2 separate regions of the Mus musculus genome follow, and region 1 is linked to region 2. Evidence: chromatin contacts called from public Hi-C data. All regions are on one chromosome and are shown on one strand. The core of a region is the stretch at or near the end of the contact, and the rest is flanking DNA. Distances in the headings are between cores, read along the strand shown. Region 1 has its middle 190 kb from the start of 1700003I22Rik. Region 2 overlaps 9130227L01Rik (RIKEN cDNA 9130227L01 gene).

Evidence for each region. Hi-C and Micro-C count contacts between places; a contact is called where the count stands out from the background.
Region 1: a contact with region 2 is called in a Hi-C map of cortical neurons. The contact joins two enhancer-like sites. A contact is called at or near these places in 2 of 484 Hi-C or Micro-C datasets (cerebral cortex and cortical neurons), 1 of 115 datasets of contacts at active chromatin or transcription factors (bone marrow-derived macrophages) and 1 of 9 other capture datasets (embryonic stem cells).

What each region holds. Positions count from the first base shown.
Region 1 is chr1:56,208,095-56,213,526 of GRCm38.p6, forward strand. No RefSeq gene overlaps it. Among named protein-coding and RNA genes, the nearest start is that of 1700003I22Rik, 190 kb to the left of the region's middle. Within about 2 kb of position 3,072, at least 4 of the 459 cell types and tissues checked have an H3K27ac peak or open chromatin away from gene starts, as enhancers often do. A contact at or near this core is called in cortical neurons, where this site is marked.
Region 2 is chr1:55,959,129-55,964,615 of GRCm38.p6, forward strand. It overlaps 9130227L01Rik (RIKEN cDNA 9130227L01 gene), which reads left to right. Exons shown (of 6, transcript NR_045837.1): 5 at 1,857-2,034. Among named protein-coding and RNA genes, the nearest start is that of 9130227L01Rik, 31 kb to the left of the region's middle. Within about 2 kb of position 1,338, at least 3 of the 459 cell types and tissues checked have an H3K27ac peak or open chromatin away from gene starts, as enhancers often do. A contact at or near this core is called in cortical neurons, where this site is marked.

The DNA.
Region 1 (5,432 bases), core at 1,822-4,321, 250 kb after region 2:
TTTGTTTATGCATGTGTGTGTGTGTGTGTGTGTGTGTGTGTGTGTGTGTGTGCGTGTGTGTGTGTCTGTTCATGTTGGGTGGGTACATGGGGAGGACACATACATACATGTGTGTGCGTATATGTGGTGTCTGGAGAACATCTTAAAGTCTCACTCCTCAGGTGATACTAAGGTCACGCCTGAGGGTTTTTTTGTTTGTTTGTTTTGTTTTGTTTTTTGTTTGTTTGTTTTTGACAAAATCTTTCACTGTCTGGAGTTTACCAAGGATGGCTGAACAGTAAGCCCCAGAATCCATATGTTTCTGCCTCCCCAGCATGGGGATTAAACATATAGAACAGCACAACTCATATGGGTTCTGGGGACCAGAACTCTGGTCTTCATTCCTGTGCTCTTTATTGACAGGGACACTACCCAAGCTTTCCCAGCCTTCCATTGGGCATTTTACATTTAGTCAGCTTCAGTACAATTGACATGTGTTCCATCTCACAAAGACCACTCTTAAGCATTTGTGTGCTCAGCTTCCTCCTCTCTCCTTGTGGATGTTACTGTTCTTCTGCTGCCATGGGAGTTTCCCCTTCATCTTCTTTATATACTTGAGTACGTTTTAATTGCCCTTTAAAAATCACATCAGTTCCTAGGGCCTCTGTGAAGAGTCCTCCTCTCCCCAAACCTTACTTCTCTGACTTCAATATTAATGTTGTGCACAATGTACAGTGTGTTCAGATTCACTCAATCTTTAATAAGATCTTCTTTTGCAGTGGATAAGATTGGCTAGTTCCCGTTTAATCTCCAGGAAAGTAGAATGAAAGCTATTCGAATTCATGTACCTAGGATAAGGGGAAACATCATCCTAAAAATGCAATCCTTTTCTTTCCTTAATCTATTTTATTTATAGACTACATTATTATTGTATCATATATAATTATATTGCAATATAAGATTAACATATTCCCAGCAATTGTTGGAACTAGTCTAGACTAAGTTAGTACAGGTTATTAGTATAGGCAATCAGTATAGTGCAGGCGAAATGCAGGCGAAAAAAATGTAAGGTCTCAAATAATCCGACTAGAGCCCAATTTTCTAGTAAAATCACTGTTCACTATTGCTTTAAGAAAAACACGATATGTCATTTCACAAGGGAAACAAGCTATGTCAAAGAAAAATTCACAGTAGCATGCTAATTTCTCCTGTGTTGTAGTACTCTTTCAGAGCATGTGCAAGGAGCAGGGATTTAAGGTTATGGAGAGGACATAAAATGGAAGTAGAGAATCAATAGAACTTCCCATGATTTTGCCTGGTATAGTCTTTGTAAATAAACCAGATGGAAGGGTCAGGACATCTGAGATGGGGGATTCTAATATGAGTGCAGAGTGTTGTTCACTATTTCTTATATGCTTTGTCTCTCATACCATCTTACACATTTCAGTGATAAGAACAGGCCTTTTCTAACATCACATGTTGGAAGATTTACAGTACTGTCAATATAACACTGCTCGTCCCAGTTTGCCAACAGTATATTGACATAGCTTTGTGAACAGGTATTTAATGGAAAGAAGTGAGCATGACAATAGCCGGCATTGAAAGGGTAATGACACAGATTCCTATCTGCATATGAAGATACATTTTTTTCTTTTAGTGATGTTTCCCAGCACAAGGTAGTCTTCCTCCTTGCAGGGTATTTAACAATATGTGTAGACATGTTTTATTACATATCTGCAATGGAACATTGCTGACAGTTAAAGAGAGGGCACCAAGGATGCTGCTAAATGTCCGATCCTGTATGCAAGGGATGGTGCTATTCCAGTATGGCCAGATGACAGAATATACTGGGTTCAAGTTTATAACAGAAGCATAATATTTCGGTGATACATCAGCTTTGAAGAATACGTTCCTTGTTAATTTTGAGAAGAGGGGTAGCTAAATATCCTCCACGATAAGATGCTGGGGAAAAAGTGTTCCAGGAACTAGATGAATTTCCTTTTCTTACAAAAGGTTACAAAACATTCTCACCAACCTGTTGCATTCATGGTAAGAGAGCTGCCATGCTCTCCATAAATATTCATCACTATGGAAACCTTCCCACATCCATGCACTTCTATAACCTTAAATGGCAAGCGCATCTTTTCTAAGTATAGTGAAAAAAGAAGCAAATAAAGTCCTCTATGGGTATCCTATGGAACACTTGTCAGTTCTGGACCAGGTCCTGTAGAACACTTGTTAATTCTAGACCAATGTGTACAGTCTGGCTCTCCAATACGATCCTGAAGGAAACGAACAATTCTGGTATTCAGGCCTCCAGCCTCAAAACAATTCATTCAGAAAGTGTGGGATGGGGCCGTGATGGTACTTCCCCAGGAAATTCTAAGGTACAATAAAAGCCAAGAATCATTATTGAAAAAGGAGGCCAGCTCAAAGTCTTAATACATGAGAATCAAGTAGATAGGCCAATCACTTAATATGCTGACATACAATGTTCATAAAAGAGGTTTCATCAAGGTGAGCCTTGAGTGGTCTCAAGGATGCTGGACATTGTTGCTCAAGAGTTGCCAAACTGCAAGAAGGAGGCCACAGTCCCTGCTGACCCTGTGCCTCTTCGCACACTAGAAGAAATGAAAGCAGAATGGTTTCTTCCTGTTTGTGAAGGGCAGCGCCGGGTTTTTGACAAGAATAGAAGTAAAAGATACACACGGCAACAAGGAGTAAAATTTGAATCCATCCCTAAAAATTTCTACGAGAAGGGGAAATGGTGTAAACAAGCCATCTGTGTTATGATGTGAAACACATTCCCTTGTGGTGGCCCTTGCGGGGTGCCTTGATTATGTTTAAAAATGGAGGGGAGCTTGCTGCGGGACTGAAGGCAGCAAGAATCGTGGTCTTCATGTTTTCTAAATCTGCATAAAATCACTCCTGTGAGGAGATGAGACATTCAAAAGTCAGGCGATGGGTGAAATAATATAAATCTAAGAATTAAATAAGACCCAGTATTGGCAAAGCAGAGCTTTGATACTGCTCTATATAAACACGAAAATGAACTGTTATATTTAGAAGCGAACAGATTCCCATGCAGTTTGTCCTTTTTCTATCTATAGTGTGGCTTCTTCTTGCCGTGCACTGTACATTTGATGGCAGCATGTGGCTGTGGCAAATGTCCCCAGGAATCGATCCAAATCAGAAGTTCAATTTTCTTCAAGCTCTTAAAACTGCTCCAGGGGTGTAAAGTGAGTTTTGTTTCCCCTAAATTCTCATTGTCTTTTAAAGCACTTAAACACGGTTTGTGGGATTTGGGGAGAGGAGGGAAACACATGAAAAAGATCAGGTTTGCCCACTTAAACAAGCGTTTCATATTGATTTTTCTAGGAGAGACAAATTGTTAGTGAATATTTTGAGAAGTCATTTGTTCCATCTCTGTGAAATTCCTTCCTAGTTTTCCTCTTAACATAAAGTATGGACTTTTTTTTCTATCTGACTTTTATGCTACCCTTGGGTTTCGAGGTTACAGAGGATTGGTATGAATGGCAGCATGTGGCTGTGGCAAATGTGCACAGCCAGGATGCCAAGGAAACTCATGAGCCCTCAGCTCTACTTTCAGTTAATCAGAAGTAGTTAACTCTCATCGTTAGTATAAGGATTAATTTTGATAGTGGAAAATTTGCGGGATATTTGTTAAAGTAATACTATTCAGCAGTGTAAAGGGCAAATTCAAAACAAAATCTCAAAAGTCCATGTTAAGTTAAGTCAAGGAGATTAGAGTGGAGAAGATACTATGTTTTCTGCTTATATTAAGCAGAATTGAAGAGACAGGAGTGAGACCAGTGGCTGTCAGAAATGTGGGGAAGGGATAGCAAGAGAGAATGCTTAGGGATGTGGTGACTGTGGGTTAAGTTGTACAGTTATCCGTTCTCAGAGCAATGCAGCTAACTGTGCAATCACGCATCGGTACACTTATATAAAAGGTTTAAATGTTAAAAAGTGATGCCATAGTGACAGCGTCTGGCATGGCTTCCATAAACTCGATGGCTCTAGTCCCATAATCCCTAGCCTGAGTGTCACAGCCACGTATTTTAAATGTAGTCTATATTCGAGTATAATTCTTGATCAGTTCTTTCCTTTGTCACCTCTGTCTTCTTTCTCACAAAGCTCCAACAGTCTGTTTATAGTCCTAAGTCTGGCTATCTCACCTTCTGAATTTGGGGTAGTATCTCTCTTTCCTACCTTGGCTTTCTAGAATTGGCATGTGGATATTTGATGCACAGAATTTCTGTTCTGTTGCAATGATATATTATTTCTGAGCAAATACCGCATGCTCCTCACTATGATGATGCAATATAAATTTATTCTCAATGATGTGAATTCATTCGCCTCCCCTCTTACATTTTTTTCTGGCTATTTTCGTCAGTTTTTTTTTCATTAAAAATTGGATGAAATCTTTGAGGATTTCATGAAGAAATTATGGCTATATTATCTATATAGATTAATTTTCTTTCCAGTAAAAGTCCTGTACCTACATTTATTTAAGTCATAAGTAGTGTTCCTCAGTAAAGTTATATAAGTAGTTCCATGTTGGTTCTGCTTGCTGTTTAACAAATTATTCTAACAGTTCCTGTTTTTTCTATTCTATTCCTAAAATTATCAAGATCGTACAAGGATGCAAAAGTCATCAGAATCCAAACAGATTTAAGGCAGATCGAACACTGTAAAATTCAGTCATTTTTTTCCCAAATATTACAACATTGGGTCATTTGATTATTTTAGACCAAAAACATCAGAGACTATGTCAATAGTAAAGAGAAGGCAAATATTGTAACACACACACACACACACACACACACACACACACACACACACACTCACACACACACACACACACACACAGACACACAGACAGACAGACAGACAGACAGAGAGAGAGAGAGAGAGAGAGATCTGGAGATTTCTAGGATCATCCTCAAATATACTTCATGATAGGTGTGGGTCTGAGAGGCTTCATCCAGGCAGTATTAAAGGAAGGCAGCACAAAGATTGATGATATTGCAGGCAACGTAAAGATTGAACAGACTTCTTATGAACCAAAAGTTCTCAGAACATGAAAGAAAATGCTGGATTTTTTGTTTGTTTTGCTTGTTTGTTTGTTTTGAGAACCTGTTCATGATGATTTTTTTAAATGTGGTTTTATAATTATATCAGAAAAATACTTCTTATAAAAATTCCTGGAATTTGACATTTCTTATTCTATAAATTAACTCAGATGTACACATCTATTTTGTTAGATAAAAATAAGAACATTTCACAAATTTATTTCTATTTTTAGGTTAATTCCCAATGTTCCCTCCCACACCCACCCCATGGATTTTTAAAAGATATTCATGTGGAAATACAGTCTCTGTTTTAAAGAAATTTTCTTCCAGGGAGCAGCTCCTAGGTTTCCTGAGAAA
Region 2 (5,487 bases), core at 88-2,587:
TGACAGTGAGGACAACAGAGGCAAAGCGATTAGGCCAGACACTAGAACACCACGGAGGGAGACTGACGTGTCGAACAGCGCTTCTTAACTACACTGACTTTCATCACCTACGGAAAACATAGACCTCATAATGTTGTTATGCAATTTAAATATTGGGACATATATATTTATATATGTTATAAAATTTCACAAGGGAAACAAATCACCAAACCATGACCTTGATTTCTTCTTTCTGTAGGAAAAAACACTGTTTGTAAGAAGGGTTGTGAGCATAATCTGTCAATTTAATCACATACATTTATGTATATCTTATGAATGTATCTGAAATTGACTCTAAATGAACATTTTATGATGTTAAATGAAGTTTTCCAAAGATCTGCATTTATTCAAAGATCATGTAAAAAGGCTGTTAATTTAGATAAACATGTTGTGTCCATGCTGAGCACTTATGTAATTCTGGGCTTTAATTTAATAGTTACAAAATCAAATACATTCATAACTTAAACTGCACTATTATTAGTATTCAAAAATCTCTCTAGTAAAACATTTAAAGAGTTTTAGTGAATATTTTGCCCTTCCTTTCCTCTTTCAAATGGAAATTACAGTGACATTTATCAGGACATATGGATTTTAAAAATTGGGTCAAGTGATATGCTATAAAATTTCTACTTCTAATTTATTTTAATATATTTATACACTGCATCATATTGTGCACCAGCACAGAAATACATATCCATGTATCATTTACATTATTATGTAAAAAATTACTGATAGTCATAGCATATATTTTTATGCCTTTTAATGGCTTGTATTTTTATAATTATTAATATTTTAAGTAGATGAAAGTCCTTCCCCCTGCCCGTGAAAATTTTTTTTAATGAAAAAGGGAATAAAATTTCAGCCCAGAGCTCACCTATCTTCATTTTAAGAAACATGTTTGCATTTCCTTTTTATGTTACAGATATCAAATGCAAATCATTTCTGATACTAGATACAGGTGGGTCTCTTTTCCTTGCACGGGTAGCAGCTAATCGTATTTTTACTGATTTTCATGGGTTTTCAAATATTGATATTGATTTCAACCAAAAGATGAAAGCAGTTTATACTAATGAGTTTTCACTATCGTGGGTGATAGGAGATAGTGCTTGAATAAAGGAAAATGCATGCACAAGTTTTTCACTTCTTACTGTTCACAAAAGAAAAAAAAAGTGAAAAGTAAGAATTCATGCTGTGTGCCTGTTTCCTCTTGTCCTTCCTCAGCTGAGGTATCTAACCTTCCTTGGAGGTTCCCTGAGACTCCTCAGACATGCCGCTTCTTTTCCCGGTCCTCTACTTGCGTTCTAAACGTCAGCCTGTAGGGGGCACTCCTGAGCTGCCACAAAAAGACTACTGAACCGCCTGTGTGGGTCTGAGATGTATTTAATATTCATTATGTTATCAAGACATTTCCTCAGCAAAGAATCCACAGTTCATTTTTAAAGCACATGCAGCCACAATTGAGTAAAAAACAGTCTCAGGTATTGAGACAGACATTTGCCTTCCCGGGGAGGCTAATAGAAATTTAGAAAGCTTCTGTCTTGTGTGGGTATGTTTGTACTTTTTGGGATTTCCTTCTTTCTGCCATTCTTTTTTGGAGTTCAGGGTACGTTGCATAATACCCAGAGTTTTATTATCATACCCCCAGTCTTGCTGTCTCTGTCTCACTTCTGGGAAGAACCATAGATAATACATACAATCACGTGGCCCACAACCAAGGTTATAAACAATCGATCTTTAGTGAGAATGAAATATCACCTTTAAGGATGTCTGTGACACTCCACTCCTTTACCCATTTCTTGTTTCTTCCCTCTCCCCAGATCCAGTAGAATCTACTTGGATGGCAGTTCCGAGGACCACTTCATGGTATGGACCCTTCACAGGGCTACACTTCTGAGGTTCCCAACAGCATCTGGTGCACTCGCAATGGCTTTTTATATCAGTTCATAGCTACCCATCAGAGAGATTGTAGAATCATCTAACCTGATGTGTTGTGGGGTAAGTCGATATTCAGAGTTTTGCTTGCCTCCCAGGCGTTTACTCTCTCCTTCTTGGTGGATCACGTCGTTATCGTCCCTTCTGAAAGCAGCCCAAGCAACTCATTCTCTGTTCATCTTAAATTTCGCTCTCCTGTCACAATTTCACTTGCTTTTTTCCACCCGTGTTTCAACCTACCATCTCCCCATTTATTGGTCCATTTTCGAACAGAGTCCCTCCACAAGTTGTATCTGAATGATGTCCCCAAACACCTCCCTTCTCTCCTCCACACTCCAGGATAGTCTCTTGAGATCACCAGTTGACTTCCATGCTTTTAAACCTATGATGAGTCCTTCATCCTCTGTTGTGGGTAGCCCTGGGGCTGTTTGTATCTTGATGCTAATTCTGCTTCCCTAGGAGGGGCTGCCTGGGATAAGGAGTGAATCACATACTCAGGTAACTTCCTGTGAACCTTTCCCTAATGAATATTTCTAGGAATCAATCACTGGGCAAGGGGTAAGCGGGACTTCTGGGTTGAGAGGGTAAGAGGAGGCAGAAAAAGGTCTTGTTTTTGGACGGGAAGACAGGTGGAGGTCAAAGTGTAGGTAGCAGAGACCCCTGGTTCAGGTGGCAGATCCACTGGGATCCGTTACCGGGGGATTTAACTTAGAATGACTTACAAATTAGGAGGTTAGCTGTGGTGCCACTTGTGTTACCTGTTAATTTTGAAATAGTTTTGAAATAGTTTTGAAGAGAGAGAGAGAGAGAGAGAGAGAGAGAGAGAGAGAAAGTAAGTCCCAAGATGAGAACATGAGAACAGGTCGGCCTGCCCGCCAGTGCCTGGCCTGCCCACTGGTGCCCAGCTGGCGGTAGTGGTAGCGTGGGATTGACTTCATATTTCTATTTCATGCTACAGTCCTCATCTCGATACTCAAAAGTAATATCTTCTTTCCTCAATGGATAACTTTCCTTCTTTCTTAAATAGCTCTAAAGTTGCCTTCTGCTAGCCTTGCCCTTTTAAAGGACAAGACATATGTTAAGACTTTGGGGAGCTGGTTTATAGAAGAAAGCAGATTTCTCAACACAAAAGAAAGGATACACTTCAGATCCAGGGCGAACAGTGGGGGATGAGGCCAAGAGGCATCTTCTTATGAAGACCTGATAAGATTGAAGAGGCGCAAACTGAACTGTGGCCTCCAGGATGAAGTGGAGAGCCATTGGCAGGTTCCGAAGAGACAGTGAGCTAGCATCTGACTGCAACTGTATTGGTAGCATGGTGCCCTACAGTGGGGAGAACCAGGGTAATGATAAATCAGAGGAATTATTGATAGGCTTGAAGGACTATCTCATACATCAAGGGTTGGAAGCCAGGCACAGGGTACACATGTGTGATTATGGAAGCCTGAACAACATGGGAGACCTTATGTCCAAAAGTCAGAAAGTAAGTTTGTAAGTAAATAAACAAATAAATACGCTTTAAGAGTAACAGCATATAGTGTTGGAAGGGTGCACCTTCAAACAGTAATATCCAGTAAAGGAATGAGTAGGTATGCCTAGACGAGTAAAGTGGGCCTGGCTGGAAACAGATTTGTGATTATTCAGAGTCTGGACAGCATTTAAATCCCAAGAAGGTGAGGTAACCCTAGGGAGTTAGTGTAGAGATAGATTCAGAGTCTGATCCCTGCAAAACTCACAGTGTTGACACAAACATAACCAAGGAACAGGGGATGAGGGCTCTCAGGACAGGTCTGGCTGCAAGCCTGCCACCATTTTTTCAAGTTTATTCCCTTCCCCACAGTGGTACGCCTAGCCATCAATACAGCTGCAGGTAAATGCTAGTTCTCCCTCTTCCAGAGCATTCAGGTGTTTCTCATCTTAGCACGGAAGGCAGTCCAGAGAGAGAAAGAGAGGAGAAAGGGGGAGGGGGGGAGAAGGAGAGACGGATGGAGAGGGGGAGGAGATGTTGCACGGGGGAATTGGGAGGGTGAACGTCCATATGGAGTCTTAGATTTGGTATGGCCTTTGTTTGAGGATGTCTTCACTTTTCACAAAACAATAAGCATTCCAAGTTAGCTGAGCTTGCTTGAGCAGGAGTACTTTTATTTTGGTATAGTACTCCTGCAGAGGCTCTTCCTTCTGTAGACCTTTGGGACACTTGAGAGAAGAAACTGGTTTTGCACTTTAATCTTCCGCCAGTACCCTGATAACGTCAATAATATTGTGACCACACAGGGTTGTAAACACTAAGCCTAAAAGGAGTAACCTGTCCTGCTCTGTGCATCAAGCTATGTAAATGCGCCATATAACTTCCCTAAATCAATTTAGGAGAAACAGAGATAAAAGGACCCGATGTATATTCAGGGCACAGACTTGCTAGTGGCACTTGCCGATTAATAACTTCAATAGTTAATACAACCTGTGTCCTGAAGACAAAGAGCCTGATATTTGGAGAGACTGCATTATTTTCCTACAGTGTTATGTCACAATATTAGAGTATGGGGGCTAGGAGGTTTGTGGGTTTCTCAAATGTAAGCTTCTCTCAACATACTGTACTGTCTTCTCTACTATGAGCTTGTTTTACTGTGGCTGTAAACTCTGAAATGCCTGTTTAGGCTGCAGAGAGTTGAAGAAGCCCCTGTGAGTAACGAGAGAGGGAAAGAGGACATTGTTATTGTTGCCATGGCATGGCCTGGTCAAGGACCCCAATGCCCCAGCCTCTTAGGAATAGCAAAACTTGGCTCAGGGGAGGCTTAGAGGGCTGTCACAGACTTCTCTGGGGTCCCAGGACATCCAAATGTGGATGTGGACAACCTGCAGCTTTAATATCCACCATACCTTTCTCCCTCCCAGATATTTATGGCCTGAAGACTGTAAGCCTGCCTCCGTGACTCAACTGTAGGCTATAAAGCCTGCCTCAAAGGTCGGGTGTGCGTGAGAACCTCCCTGTTTTACTGTATATACGACACCTACAGAGCTGTCAGGGTGCTGTGGCATCTCCATCAGAGAGTCCAGTCCTCTGTTTTTCCAGCTTTCCTCTTTCTTTCATTCCCTCCCTGCCACGGTTGGATCAACTACAGAAGCTGTGCAAGGACTCAGCATTGGACAGTTTGGGGGGATGAGTCAGTATGAGAGAATAATTACTGTCCACGGTGCTGTTTTTTTTCTGATCTCCTCCAAACACCTTTATAATTGTTACCCTAGCATTACAGGCATGCCTTCTCACCACAGCTTAGCAGAGAAGGAAGCTGAAGCTCACAGGGCACGGGGTCATTTTCCTCTTGTTGATGGTAGGGCTGTTCCGGAGGAGAGCGTGCAATAGTTTGATAAATACATCGCCTCCTTTACTTCAGATGTCCGCTCTGACACTGTGGCATCAGGAGGGCCTCTCATATCAGTGTGTCTAGAGAGTTCTACCTCCAGACGATGTCCTCTTAGCCTACTTAATTTCTCTGTACAATCCATTACCCCTACATT